Linked DNA regions of Hordeum vulgare: region 2 is linked to region 1. A link is a contact called in public Hi-C data. All regions are on one chromosome and are shown on one strand. Each heading gives the region's core, a stretch centred on a gene start, on an enhancer-like site or on the middle of the called end of the contact. The rest is flanking DNA. Distances are from core to core; before and after follow the strand shown.

Region 1 (7,383 bases), core at 2,937-5,436:
TTGAAGCATCATTTTGTTGTTGTAAACATGGATTCATATTATATTTAACTTTCAGTATAGCACACCATATAATAGTACAAACTGTGTAAGATTGCTAGTCAAAATCAGTAAAATTTAGAACGACGAACCAGGGTGCATGCACGACACTAAAGATGTGCTATTTTTCCATGTGAGCTTTAATACTCTTTCCTGTGAGCAAACAGTGTGCATGCTGTAGTTTGTCTTTACTGTATAAAGTGTTGAAGCATGACATGACCCATGCATGCATGCTGGCTTTTCTCTCCTACAAAGCTAGAGTAGCAGTTAAAACAGTGTGCATGTGTAAGCTATGCTAGGAGTTTGGTTTGGCATCTACATCTACATGCCTCTCCCTTGCAGTTCTGATACTCACCATCCTTTCTTGCCCCTATGCTAACACAGATAGATATAGTGCAGTAGTCAAGTAGTCATTAATCATACAGTAACAACTGAAATGTGGAATTTCTGTCAATTTTGTAGAGTGTAGACAGTAGACATGACCATTTTATCTGCAACACTAGCATATGTGTTTTTTTTTTGCATAAAGGGCGATCTAATTAACAACACCAAACATTACAACTGCTTTAAAAAGTATGTGGAAAAAATCATGAATTATTAGTACTATTCATGTCAACCTGAGAATGATCTTGCACAGGAAGTGGTGACTGGATTAATCCCCTCAAGTTCACCGATAGCAGGCTAGTGCAGTGCCCGCAACGGACGGTGACCATGTTCAACATGCTATTACTTGGAACACTGACCTGCAGATTGATCATACATGTATAAGAGAACACAATCGTTGGGTTTCCTGAATTAATATTAATGTCCATATTAATTGACGTGGCATTAGTACAACTGGTTGTACTAAAGTAGCGTCAATTAGATCGGAGGGAGTAGTTCAAACCAAGCAATAAAACAAAACAAACAAAAAGGAAGAAACATCAGAACAAAAATGACCAGTTCTCTCTGGATGAAGTAACAGATGCTAAATTCCAAAGAAACATTTTCAAAAGGCTGGTGCAGATCTACACGCTAGTATATGTTGATATGCATACATGCATCCATAGCTTTTTGCTCCCAACATGCAGACGATTTCTCTCTGTCTCTCTCTCTCCCTCTTTAATTAACTCCTGCCTGCTGTAAAACAGTCGCCCTCCATGACTTTTATCAGGGCTCTGCAATCTGCATGCAGCTGGACCAAATCAGAACTGGGGCATCCTTTTCCAATGCCTGCCAATTGGTTGTCACCTTGCCCTTTCCATTTTCTTTTCAGATTTCCTTGTTGAGTGCCCTGGCCTGCAACCAAACCACAACCTGAAGAAGCACCATGTCCTAGCTATACTCACTTTGTTTGATTCCTCACAGCCTTCTTTTCTGGGGGCACTCACTCCCATAAGAATGACTAGTATAACCAAGTGAGCCAAGTGCATCTGCAAATGATTGTGTTTGCTGCTCCCATATGAAGGGAGTTGGGTCAAATCACTCTCCATATCTTGAGGTGCTTTTTTCAAGGAAAATTTGTGCATTTGCAAATCACACCCCATCTCATGCTCGCTCTCTTTCTCTCTCTCTCTCCCATTATTGTAGAGAAATACATACTATACATGCTGAGGATGTTTCCTTGGAAAAAAAAACTGATAATGAGTTAGATTGCCACACATGGATGCTCTCTAGTACCATCATTTCTGCTCCATGCTCTCTTCAGTGCAAAAAGGATTAAAGATCACACCAAGAAACACTGTACTGTAGGAAAGAGGAGAAGATGACAGCGACGGTTCATGCAGAAGGCACTTCACGCGCGCTAGCCAGCCTTAGCTCACGCTCAAGCCCACAGCATGCATACACTGTGCATGGTACATTGTAGTGGGGGCATGCAGGTGTGTGAGTGTCTGTCAACAAGCTAGATCCATCTCCCCTTTTGAGCTAGCTCTCACGGGGAGCCGTGGAGGGGAGAGAGAGAGACGATGATCGAAGGCAACATTTTGTGGAAGTAATTCAGGATGAACATCAAATGACCAGTTTAACATTCAGATTTGGTGGGTCGAAGATCTACCAGCTGACCGGATCTCCTTTTTATCTTGGTATAAGCACTTAGCAGAGACCAAGACGGCATTGCTTCAAGGTATAGTGCAGGAATCGCAAAGCCTCTCAACATTTTCCCTTTTTTTCAATAATTAGTACCTGTAGTCTGTAGATACTCCCTAGTACTTGTAGCAAGCATATGCACACATATATATATGGACGAACGACACAGAAATACAGAGATATTGATATCACTTGTCGCCTATGCAGAAGCTGAGCGGAATAGGTACGAACACACTAATTAATGATCAATAGCAAGGACACACTAAATCCCAAAGAAACGGAGGGGGGAAATCTGAGGTCGCAAGCTCCCCTGTCAGTACTCAGTAGTAGTACTAGTTGCAGTAAATTTTGACAAGTTTCATGCATCACTGGAAGGTGCGAACTGGAAAAAAAAGGACACAAAAGAGAGAGGCAGGTCTTCGAATATGTCTTCCGAATCAAGCTCAGATTTATAAGTTATAACCATCAATTTTTCAGTTTAGTATCGCTTTTATTTACTTCTGCTTCCACTTAGACATCTGATCAACTCTTCCACACAAAACCAAGAAACAAAGCACTTTGTAAACAAGAGAGAAGAAAACCAAGGGAATTTTAACAGAGACAAAGCACAGTTGCACAGGAGCATGGAGAAGAGGGGAAAATATATATGAGGACAGGAAGCATCCCTTGCTTGGAATTTCTTGGTGGCAACTCACTAGCTCGCACAGTATGCTACTGTTCCTCTATTCCAATAAATAAGTGAATATAAGGTGTTTGGATGTTGCGAAGGCATTAATTCTAGCGTAAACTAGTACTCCTAGGGAAAAACCTGACTTGATTCAGTTCAGATGAATAAAAAATACCGAAACGACTGATCAAATTGAGATCAATAACTTGAGAGCTCCCAGAACATTACACCAAGATTGCATTGGTACTGAGATCATTAACTAATTAAACATGCCGGTACAAATTATGTTGACCCAAATATATAATTTCGCAGGCCATTTGTGTGCTTTTGTGTTTAAAGTGAGTGGGGAGACATGGGATGGTAGAGTGAATTTAAAATAACTGATGGATCTTCAAAACAACGTTGTTATTGCATGCTCCTTGTTGCAAATTCAAGTAGAAGAAAAGTATACGCTCAAAACCCATTAATTGCTTTATATAGTTAGTTAGAACCAAAACTATTAGAAGACATTAGAAGTGTGATGGTGCTCCATAAGCCATGTAGTGCTTCTTCTTGGAAAGAAAACAACTAATATGCACAGTTGCACACAGCGGCACAATAGGTCATGAAAGCTAGCAAGAAATCCACAAGTTCGAGAGACAATGAAAGGTAGCCATGTGTTGACTAGTCTTCCTCGCAAAAAAAATAAATATCTTCCCAGTAAAAAGAAGAGACCATGAGGGATACGTATTGGAGAAATTAAGAAACAACAATTGGATGATGCCCTAATTAACGCAGATTCAGCGATATCAAATCATACACAGGGTGGACTAACTCAAGGGAGTGATGAGTATATGTAGAAGTCCATAGATTGGATGAGAAGATTGCAAGAACAGAAGCAGTTCGATCTGTTTTATGGGTTGGCCTTGACACTCTCTTTTAAAAATCCAACCAAATTAACAAACAAAAAGTAGGGAAAGCAGTAAGGAAACTCTTGAGATGCGGGCGGCGATCGAGCAGAACAAAAGCAGCAGCACGGTGTGGCGAAAGAAAAGAGGAACAAATCATAAGTCTCTCTTTGGAGCCTTTTCCAGCAAATCTTTAAGACAGGACAAAATTCCGCAAGAAACTCGGCAGATCGTTCAGAGCTGGTTCTACGCATCTCTCCTTGCAGATCTGGGCATGAGAGAGAGGGAGAGAGAGCACGGCAGAGGGAGGGAAGGAGGGAGAGCATATTACCGCGAGAATTGTGTTGCAGAAGTTGCAGTGCACGTAGCAGACATGCTCCGGCGGCGCGATCTGTGCCGACATTATTCCCCTTCCCGACGTAGCAAGATATGGCGAATAAAAGAATGGAGGGGGGGGGGGGGGGGGGGGGGAGAGGATGAGGAAGACGAAAGAAGGAAGATGGAGAGAAGAAGAAGGAGAAGTGAAGGACCACGTACTAGTGGCCACAGTGCCGTCTGATATTTATATCAGCACAACGTGTAAATACTGAAATTGGGGGAGAGAGAGATAGATTAGATAGAGAGAGAGGAGGAGGAGGAGGAGCTTGCTAGTAGTGCAAGCAGGAGCGGGAGGTGTGCGTGTGGGGGACGCTTTTTGTTGCGTCGCTCTCCGTCCCAAGGACAGTTGATGACGGTGGAAATGCTAATATCAGTATTGCAGTTGGGGAAACTCCTTTTTATTAGAATGGGAACTCCCTCTCTTCATGCCCCTGGAAGGATGGGCCAGGTAAATTTCGTACATGTGTCCTAAGGTTGACCGTTTAAATCCGATGACATGCAACCTTAGCATAGCTCAGATTGCTAGGGACACAACGTACCCATCTACATTTAGAGCAACTCTAACGGGCCGACCCAAACATACGACGATCTTATCCGCTTTTTGTCTTTTTGAGTCGGCCAGGCGGACACGAACGCCCGTTTTCGCAAACAGGTCGGCTGGTGCGTCCAACGTTGGTCACACCCATTTTTACCGGTGTGCGAAAAAAATACATAATGCGTAATTAAACATTAAAAGCCGGCCACGAAGGCTAGCAATAGTTCAAGGGTCTGCATTACATTAATTAAATATTAAAAAACTAAAACTACGAGGGCAGCCCTAGGCGGCGGCGGCGTCATCGGGGCCGGTGAGGTCGACCAGCGTAGGCGCAGGGCCGGTCCAGGGGAACGCCGAGTTCCAGAGTGCAGCTGCCTGCGCCTCCGTAGTTTGTCCCACCGGCGTGGGCCGTGCTAGTGACGGTGGTAGCGCAGCAGCACGGGCACGCTCCTCCGCCTCCGCCTCTTGTCGTTCCTCCTCCGCCTCCTTCTCCACCTCCATGAGACGAAGGACTTCGGCGCGCTCCGCCAGCAGGTGTTGCGACCTCCAGTGCTCGAGGTAGGCTTGCTCCTGCTGCGGTGTCGCGCCCAACCAGATGGGCGGCGCAGTCACGAACTCCTGGACGACGCCGGTCCACTGGTAGACCTCCCGCGGCTCTGCGGGCTCGGGCTTCGGCGGAGGTGGCACGAAGCAATCGCCAACGGCCGACAGCGCGATGGCCTCCGCGAGCTGCTGCTGGTAAGCCGCCTCTTCGTCGGCCCTACGCCGCGCTTCCTCCTCGTTGTCGCGGAGAACAGCAGCGAGCGCCGCCTGGTAGGCGGCCTCAGCCTCCTGGTCCTCTTCGCTGACGACAGGAGGAGGCGGCGGAGGGCCTCCTGGCTGCACTTTGCACACGCCACGACGGCGCTGCTCCTCGTGCTGCACCGCAAACCATACCTCCCAGTTAGAGGAGTCGGCCGGGTACGTGGGGTCTCGCCGCTGCTCCGCCGTCAGCATACGCCGACGGCGGCTCACCTCCTCCGCATGCACCCGCGCCGACCGCGGCACGGCCGACACCGGAATCCTCTCCGGATCCAGATGCCAGTCGTGCGGCAACTTGACATCGGGGTAAGGGAGCGGCACGCGGTGCTCCCAGTGCCACCGCGCTTGGTGCACCGAGACGCTCACGCGCTGGCTAGGCCGGTGGGAAGACGACGCGGAGAGATGGCGCAGGGTAGAGCGGGGCCTTGCCCTTGTTTGGGAAGCCGCCAGCCATGGTGTGCTAGGGTTTTGATCGCTTGGTCGCTGAGGAGGTGGCTGGATGTGGAGGGGCGGGGTTTTGAAAGCAGATGGCGGAACCCACCACACGCTCGGATTAAAAAAAAAGCCGGCCGCGGTCGCTGACGCGTTGGTCCGAGGATGGCGGCCGTCATAAATTATGTTGACCGCGGTGGTTGGGGACGGACACCGAGAGGGCGCTTCGCCTCCGCGCCGACGTATTTCAATCCCAAATTTGGGCCAAAAATGGATCGGTGCGGACGCGAAGCAGACGCGTTTTGACAATGGGTCGACGCGTTGGGCCATCATTTTTGTCCGCGCCAACCCAAACGGACGATGACGGACGAAATGGATCGTTCCATTAGAGTTGCTCTTATTTCAGGGTTTCCGACATTAATCGTTTAGCGTTATGACGTGACCATCAACTATGAAACGCTTGTGGCCGCATCATTACTGTCAAGATTTTTTGAATTACACTCTAGAAACTGCTTACAGATAGGATGTGTGTGTTTTCATAGAAGTGGATGTGCGTGTTTGTGTATGTGTGTCTGCGCATATACTATGTTCCTAAAAATGGTTTGATAACATTTTGTGCAACATTTAAAGGCATGACCAAGGATTAAAACATTGTATGTCGGATTCATATTGATTTGTCTTGACCATATTGGATGTCAAATGTCGACTGCTATGTTCGACGGTATGCAAATATATCAGAGGAAATATATCTTTTTTTTCAATATTCATGTCAAAATGTACTTTTAGTAAAAACAAAATGTATGCTGTCCACGGCCTAGGATAGCAAATTAAAACTAAGTACCCTCACTCTAAAATTAAGAACTATTTAAGATAGATTCACAAAATCCTCACTCTAAAATTAAGAACAATAGACATTATGCATGTCGTTGATAATACAATATGAAGTTGCAAATACATAATATATTTTCACCTCTTTGTGATAAGTAGTTGTGTTCATCGACGTACCGGTGTATATCAGTGAGCATATCGGGTATCGGTCATATCGGTTGATATTCGGTTCATATCAGTCGATATGTGTGAAAATAATGTTTTATAAAATGATATGCTATGTTTGTATTGGTACAGCTTCAAAACCGATATATCGGTCGGTCTAGATTCAGAAGTTTGGGCATGACAGATGTCAGGTACTAACTATTTTCTTTGTCCTAAAATAAATGTCTTAAACTTAGTACAATTTTATATTAGAGTTAATACAAAGTTGAAACACTGGTTTTAAAACGGAGTGAGTACTAGTGTGAAAATCCTTTATTTAACCTCACGCACTTGTTGGAGCTGCCGACAACGATGTGGGTGACTCGCTTGGTGGAGGCGTGGCTGTCAAAAGTGGACCTTGTTGCACTTTTGTTACGACACGGACACGTTTCTTATGTGGACTATATTCTAGCCACAACACATGAGATATGTTGGTGTTCACACAGGATATGACAGGCGTTTACCTTCCTATCTCTAGACATGGTCTTTTTTATTTTATTGCTTTTGTAGCTGTGCGATAAATTTGTGGACGTGTGTTCCTTAGTCAT
Region 2 (7,082 bases), core at 4,551-7,050, 250 kb after region 1:
TGATGGACGTGTCAGAGTAACCTTAAATTTGTCCCACATATGAGCAGGATTTAAGCAGTGACTGATCTAGAGGATGGACAGGGTGATTCATGGAGCATTCTAAGATTTTCACATAGGCTATATATCACAGAAAAATAATTAAAACAATATATTTTTATGAAAAATACACAATTGAACCACCTTATCATGTTGAGCTGGATCCGTCACTGGATTTGAGGGGTGCACGACAGTCCGGGTAAATAAACTGGATTCGAATTCAAAGAAGTCCGGTTGGATGGTTGTTTTTCTGTCCGAGTAAAATTCAGTTGTAGATACCCTACCGTGCAGACGAAGATGGTGGATCTCACGACACGAGACGAGAAGATGTGGGTACTCTGACAAGAGACACAAAGTGAAGTCAAACAAACATGCGCACATGGATCCCACAGAGGGCCATCCCACCACACGGAACCTCTCGGTCAGCGTGCGGCGCGGCCGGTCACCGTTGGAACCCATGATCTGATCTGATCGCCAGGGGCAGCAAGATCGGCCACATGATCTTGTGTTGATGCATACGTGCAGGTGCAGCCAGCCAACCCGACCGCATCTTCCCTTTCCGTTTTGTCCCGTTTGTCTCCCCGTCTTCCCATTGTCTCCTTTCGATTTTCTTCCAATTGGCGGTCCTCTTGTCGTGCCAAGGGGACGCCTAAAATCGATCAACTGTTTGCAGATGGCAACCAATAAGATATAAGAAAATAATGGAGCCTTGCAGTTAGGATCGCGACAAGTGGAGCGTTATGTGGTGATTGATTCAGCTTGGACGGAATCGTTCTTCCTCCCTTAATAAAATTCCGGGCATCGAGCAACGGCATCTGTTCCGAGGGAATAACGCCACGAGGGAGGCCACAACCAAGGCTGTCATCCTCCTTCCCAGCTGGGTTGGAGGAGGCAGACGGATACGCCTATATCTATGCGTGGTTAATTTGCAAGCTCATAGGCTGCCTCGTCAAAGCCGCATAAGACTAGTCATAGTGGGGAGTAACTAAGTAGTAACATCAACGCCATGTGGGCAAAAAATCTGACGTGGCAAGTATTTAATGTGGAGAGAGATGATAGTGGTAACATAGCTAGTTACCATCACATCACATATTTCAATGCACTATGTGTCTACAACCTAATAAATGTTTGTTTGCATGACACCACATGTATGTTACTCCCCACTATGAAGGTAGTAACATAGACTAATAACAACATCATGTTACTACTCTTAGTTACTCCCCACTATGAGCAGCCTAATCTACGTAGCAGCATATTCTGTGAACAGGCCGAGCAATAAAATCGTTTCTTGGCGTCAGCGCTGGCTCACATGCTCAATTATAGGGGGCATATAGGGTATGTTTGGTTTAAAAACAAAGTAAAATAAAATGTTATAGTTCTGTTATGGTTCATTCCATCGAAACGAGTTGGTTCCGTTCTTTATGTTTAGTTAGAATAACTGGACGGAATGGAGTGGTGACGTTTTAGTGTTTGGTTAGGGAAATGGAATGAAATGAATTTAATTAAACTTATCAAAAAATTGCTTAAATAATTTATAAATACAATCACTATTAATAAGAAATAGTTGACCCTGGTTAGCTTGAGGTAGAGTAGGAGGATCACTCTTTTTTTAAAGATCGTGTGATACGTCATATACAGGATATGTGTAACACCATTTCCTAACTAAAAATAAATAAATAAATAAATAAAGGTACGCTGCTAGGACGTCGTTGATACGTCGGTGACATGGGAATGGTGCAGCCCGGTAAAGCCCAACTACTAGCCCTAACAGACAGCTCTCCTCCCGTGCTATTCAATGGAGGATTGGATCGAGCGCACGACCGCACCTGGGCATCACTTCCAACGCCTCTATCGCCTGGAGCCAAGCAAAGCAAGGTAACTTCCCCTGTTCCCAAATCCCCTGCTCTCCTCTGGTATGGGGGTGCTTGCTTGTGTGCGTGCATCGTGCTTGCTGGCTGGCTGTTGTTGCTTAAGTATCGATTGCTGCTGGCTAGCTACTGCTGGTGCTGGCTGTGGCTGCTATAGTTGAAGTGTTGATTCCAAATACAAAGGGATTGAGGCAATTGAGGGCATGAAAAGAGTCACAGAGACAACAAATGGGGCAGTATTTTGATCTTATGTGATATTTCAAAATTATTCTGTCTTTATTACATGGATTTTATTAATTATTCCGTATCACCTATGACTGTTTCTAGAAATTGCAGTATCCCTTGTCAATGCTTCCTAGAGGATAACCAGCCTAACGTCGTTCCAAAATGATATAAAAATTTCAGCAAATGTTTAGCATAGAGCTAGGTCGCAGGCACATTATACACAACAATAAGAACGGTATGGAAGGGGGATGCAAGTGAGAAGAATGACCTGTTTGGAATCAAACTCTCGCTGCCACTTCCTAGCATCCCAGAAATCCTGACCCATCTCTCCGCAGTAGTGCCCAACCCGATAGCCAGTCCTCTCGCGTATCACCTCAACTTGCTGCAATTTCAGCAACACGGTTACACCCACAAGATATGAAACCTTAATCACTGGAAGCTCGGTCGTATATGTATGTATGTATGAAATTACCTGATACACAAGAGGCACCTTGGGAACCAAGAACACGACAAGTATTTTCCTGTTCTCCTTCATCATTTTGTCACATATGCTTTTGATGAGCAGCACAACAATGAGGGTCTTCCCTGCACCGGTCTCGAGGAAGGCTATTGTGTTCCTGCTCTTTGCTTGCTCGAGCACCTCCAACTGATAATGTCTGGCCTGCTCCTCGGCGAGAGGCTTCTCCTTGTGGGCGGAAGCCGCCTTATCTGCGTCTGCATTCTTCTCCATGGAGCCTCCGGTCTGTGTCCTGGCACGCTTTCCATCGCGCTCAGACTCTTGCTCCCAGGTGCCAGGGCGGAACACCATCTTGCCACCGCGGTCCCGCTCCCAAAATCCTCGAGCCTCGCGCCTGTGGCAGGGTTGCTGTCGCGATCGCGGTCGCGCTTGCGAGGCCTATCGATGAAGTCGCGCCTCCCGCACCGTTCATCCCAGCCACGCGAGGGCGGAGGCAGCATTGGGCGTCGCCGCGAATCAGGGTGTGTGTGCCCCCGTCAGCCCGAGGGGCGAGCCGAGGACGCTTCCCGTCTCTCCACTCCCCGCCGCGACCACCGTTCGCCGAACCGCCTTGCGTCTCCCTTCTCATCTCCTTCCTCGGCTCGGCGCTTCTCGTCTCCTTCCTCGGCTCGACGCTTCTCGTCTCCTTCCTCGCCTCGACGGCCTGGCTCCTCTGCCTCGAGCCCACCACCGCCACGACATTGTTGGCCACAGCCGCAGCAGCAGCAGCCTCCTGCACCCGCTCCGCCGACGGTTGCGGGGGAGCCACAGGCGGGGGCTGTGGCGCGGGGGGCGGTCTCGGCGTCGATGCTCTCGAGAATCCGGTCGATCTCGGTGATGAATCCGTCGTCTACGCCGCCGCAATCCATGGCGGGCATGAAGCCGGGGTCGAAATCCGCGGAGGCGACGAAGTCGCTGCCGCAGTCCATGGCGGGCAAGGGCATGAGCCCCGAATCAAAGTCAGCGGACGAGGCGAAGTCAATGCCGCACAGCAGTGACGCGTCCTCGTCGTCCTCACACGCGTCGTGCCAGTAGGACACCGCCCCCGGGTGCTCGCCCGCGCCGCCGTCTCCTCCTCCTCCCGCCATCTCCACCGCCCGCAGCTGCAAGCACAGCAAACAAATCGTCACGCACAACCAGCACACCAAACAACTAGCAGTAGAATCAGAAGAAGGAGCGGGGAGAGGGGAGGGAAGGGGGGAAACGAATGTTGGCACTACTGTTGCTGCTGCTGCTTTGCCGGTGGCGGCGCCGCAGGAGGGAGCAGCTCCTGGCGATGGCGGCGAGGAGGAGAGAGAGGAGGGAGATGGAAATGGGGAGCGGGCGCCACCGTGCCGCGAGCTCGAGCTCCTTCGCTGGTGGTTGTCCCACGCTCGAGGGAGGGTGAGATCTGGTGAGATTACGTGCTGCAGGATGGGTGGTGGAGGTGGAGCACGGTCAGTCATGGGGATTTGCTAAGTGCACACATAGATGTATTAGGTAAATGTTGGCCGTTGAATTAGAATTTGTGGGACTAATTGTGTGGTGTTGATTGCTTCGTGTATTTTGTTGTACTAATTGTTGGGTGCACGTAAGAAAGTTCTCGTTTGCTTGTTTAATAGTAATATTAGTCTCCCCTAATAATAAAGCGCGCAATGCTTCTGGCGTCCGTCGTCGGTCATTTTGCATAAAAGCCCTCGCAGTTTCAGGTAATTAACCCGCAGTCCAATTTTAAGTCAGAACGAACCGTTTTTTGTCATTTTGCAGAAAAGTCCTCACAACTTTAGATAATCAACCCGCGGTCCATCTTTTAGTCACGGACGAACCGTTTTATTTGCATTTTTCAGAAAAATCCCTGATATTTCAGGTAATCAACCCGCCGTCCCTATTTAAGTCAGCCAAAACGTTTTTTTATTTTAACAAAAAAACCCTGACTTTTTAGTTAATCAATCCATATTTTATCTAAAACAAAATTATCCATATCTTTTAAACCGTAACTCCGATTTTAACATGTTATATATGAAATTTGATTGAAAAAATGTGTAGAATCTAAATAGGATGTTATTTTTAGCTGTTGAATACTTCTTAAATATTATTTTTGGTGCAAACTTAATCTGTAGTGCACGGTCCTTTTTTTCCTCTCTTTCCGGCACCATACGAATTGCAATAAATATCTATTAAATTAAAATCAAATTGACAGGAAAGAAAACATCGTTAATCACACATGCACACCTTTGGAAAATCTCGTGGGAAGAAACAACATATTTCTCATCTTATTCCGAGTGATTGTATATTTAAACACGTTTTCGTTGTGTGAGCACTGAGGCCATCGTCGACAACACAAATGTGATGCCATGTGAAAATATATTGTGTCCAAAGCGTGTGTTATTTTCTCTGCCGTTACAACGCACGGTTTTTTTTCTAGTATAGATAAAATTATGTTTTCTTTCTAATAAACCAATAAGTTTCATCCAATAAGTGATTACAAATAAATTTCTAAAAAATATTTGGGTAGATAAATCACGGACGGGATTTGATACACATCCATTTACACAACCACCTTCTTATATGCAGGTAAATCACGGGCTAACGTGCTAGAATACAAATACATCCGGTTGCAACGTGCGGTCAATTATCTAGCGATGTATTACGTTTCGAGTTTTCAGCTAAGATTTATCCCTACGCGAGCGTTGCTTTGTACTTCCATCATTTTTAATACAAGTGTTTTTAGAATATTCAATACTGTAAATTCACTCATTTTGCTTCGTATGCTTTTAACATTAGAATCTCTAAAAACTTTATATTTAAAAACGAAGGAAGTACTTTTGTCAATCTTTTATTTATAATAGTTCCGGGTGTTGTTGAAAAAAAAACGCGAGGACAGTAAAAACATTAATATTTCTCATTTGATCAATAATAAAGCCCCCAAAAAACATACTTTGACAAACAAAAACAGGTCCTGTAAATCCGAGAGGAGGAAGTAACAATAACAAGTTAAACAAAGCCCCTAAGTAAAAGGAAAAAATAAATAAAAAAAACTATGCTGCCGGTACAACAAAGACAGCATGGAAAAGCCGGTCACAGGGCCCACTCCGCGATCTAAACAAGCAGAGAAAAACAAAGGTGGGCCCCACCGCACTGACCCGCGCCTCCCCTCCCCCAACGTTTTTCTCCCTCTATTTATGCCCGACACCTGCACCCCTCTCTCCCCTCGTGCCTCCACTGTCCTGCCCCCCACAACCCCTCTCCTCCGCCATCTCCTCCCCTGACTTCACAACAAATCGAGCCCAAACGCCCGGCAAAATCCGGCCGCGCCGCCGTCGAATTCAAGCCGTTCTCGACCGATCCGGCCGTAGGATTCCCCAGTTCGTCTTGGTGTGGTGCGGTTCGTCTTATTGGAGCAGAGGCGCACGGGGCGTGGGTGTTCTTGCGACATTTCGGTCGGTTCTTGGTGGCCGAGCCGAGGATTTTTTCCTCCCTCCTCCGCGCGATTCCGCCGGGCTTCGAGGGGGTTAGATGGTGGCGAGGATGATGCGGTGGCCGCGGCCGCCCCAGGCGCGCAAGTTCCGCGTCCGGCTGGTCGTGCGGCGGGCGGAGGGGCTGCCGCCGCCGCCTCCGCCGTCCGTGGAGCCCGCGGAGCAGGAGCCCGCGGGGCAGAGGGTCGCAGCGGAGGTCAGGTGGAAGGGGCCGAGGGCTTCCGGCCTCGGCTCGCTGCGGCGCGCGGTGCGGCGCAACCGCACCAGGGGCGAGGAGCTGGCCGCCTCCGGGGGCGGCGGCGGCGCCGTGGCCTGGGAGGAGGGGTTCGAGAGCGTCGTCACGCTCGCGGCCGCGTCTCACCGGGAGGCGGCCGCGTTCCAGCCGTGGGAGCTCGCCTTCACCGTCTTCACTGTGAGCATCTCATCCCACGTCCTTGCTGGAACTAGATTCCATTGTGAATCTCCTCTTGATTGTTCGCTCTGACAATTACTACTGTTCTAGTAATATGGTTTTTATCCTCGTTTGCTCGCATCATGTTTCTTGTTTGACTTCCTCTCGAAAGGGATTTGCTTGCTTAAAATCTTTTTTAGGTGATCTTGTTCTGAATTATGCTCCTGTTAAACAATTACACTCCCTAGAAACTCCGTATTAATGGCGTGATCTGTTGAATTATCTCATCCGCAGAGTAAAATTTAATTATTTCTTTTCAGTTGCTTGAACGAATATGTGTAGTTGGTGGATGTCAATGGATCAATCATAGCGTGCAACTGTATTGCTGTTTTTGTTTTGAACCTAACTGTATTGCTGTTAATATGGAGCAAAATCTGATAGTAACATCTGATATGTATGTTTACCAGTAAAGATAGTACCGTTTCATGTGCCTGCTTTTCTATGCGAACATGGTGTCATGTTTCCTGCTCTCAAATAAAACCCCTTCCAGAATGAATTTCTAACCTTGCGACCGAGTTGAATTTCGTGATTATAAGTTCGTAGCGCTAGCT

What was found. A called contact is a pair of places that touch in the nucleus more often than the background predicts.
Region 2: a Hi-C map of leaf shows a contact between it and region 1, with 2.3 times the contacts expected there. The contact joins the promoter of LOC123452084 here to the promoter of LOC123452083 in region 1. A contact is called at or near these places in 2 of 6 Hi-C or Micro-C datasets (leaf and seedling).

Annotation. Positions count from the first base shown.
Region 1 is chr5H:519,810,908-519,818,290 of MorexV3_pseudomolecules_assembly, forward strand. It overlaps LOC123452083 (protein YABBY 2-like), which reads right to left and starts at 4,187. Exons shown (of 6, transcript XM_045128662.1): 1 at 3,989-4,187; 2 at 654-779. The coding sequence starts at 4,060.
Region 2 is chr5H:520,061,183-520,068,264 of MorexV3_pseudomolecules_assembly, forward strand. It overlaps LOC123452084, which reads left to right and starts at 5,801. Exons shown (of 4, transcript XM_045128663.1): 1 at 5,801-6,492. The coding sequence starts at 6,121.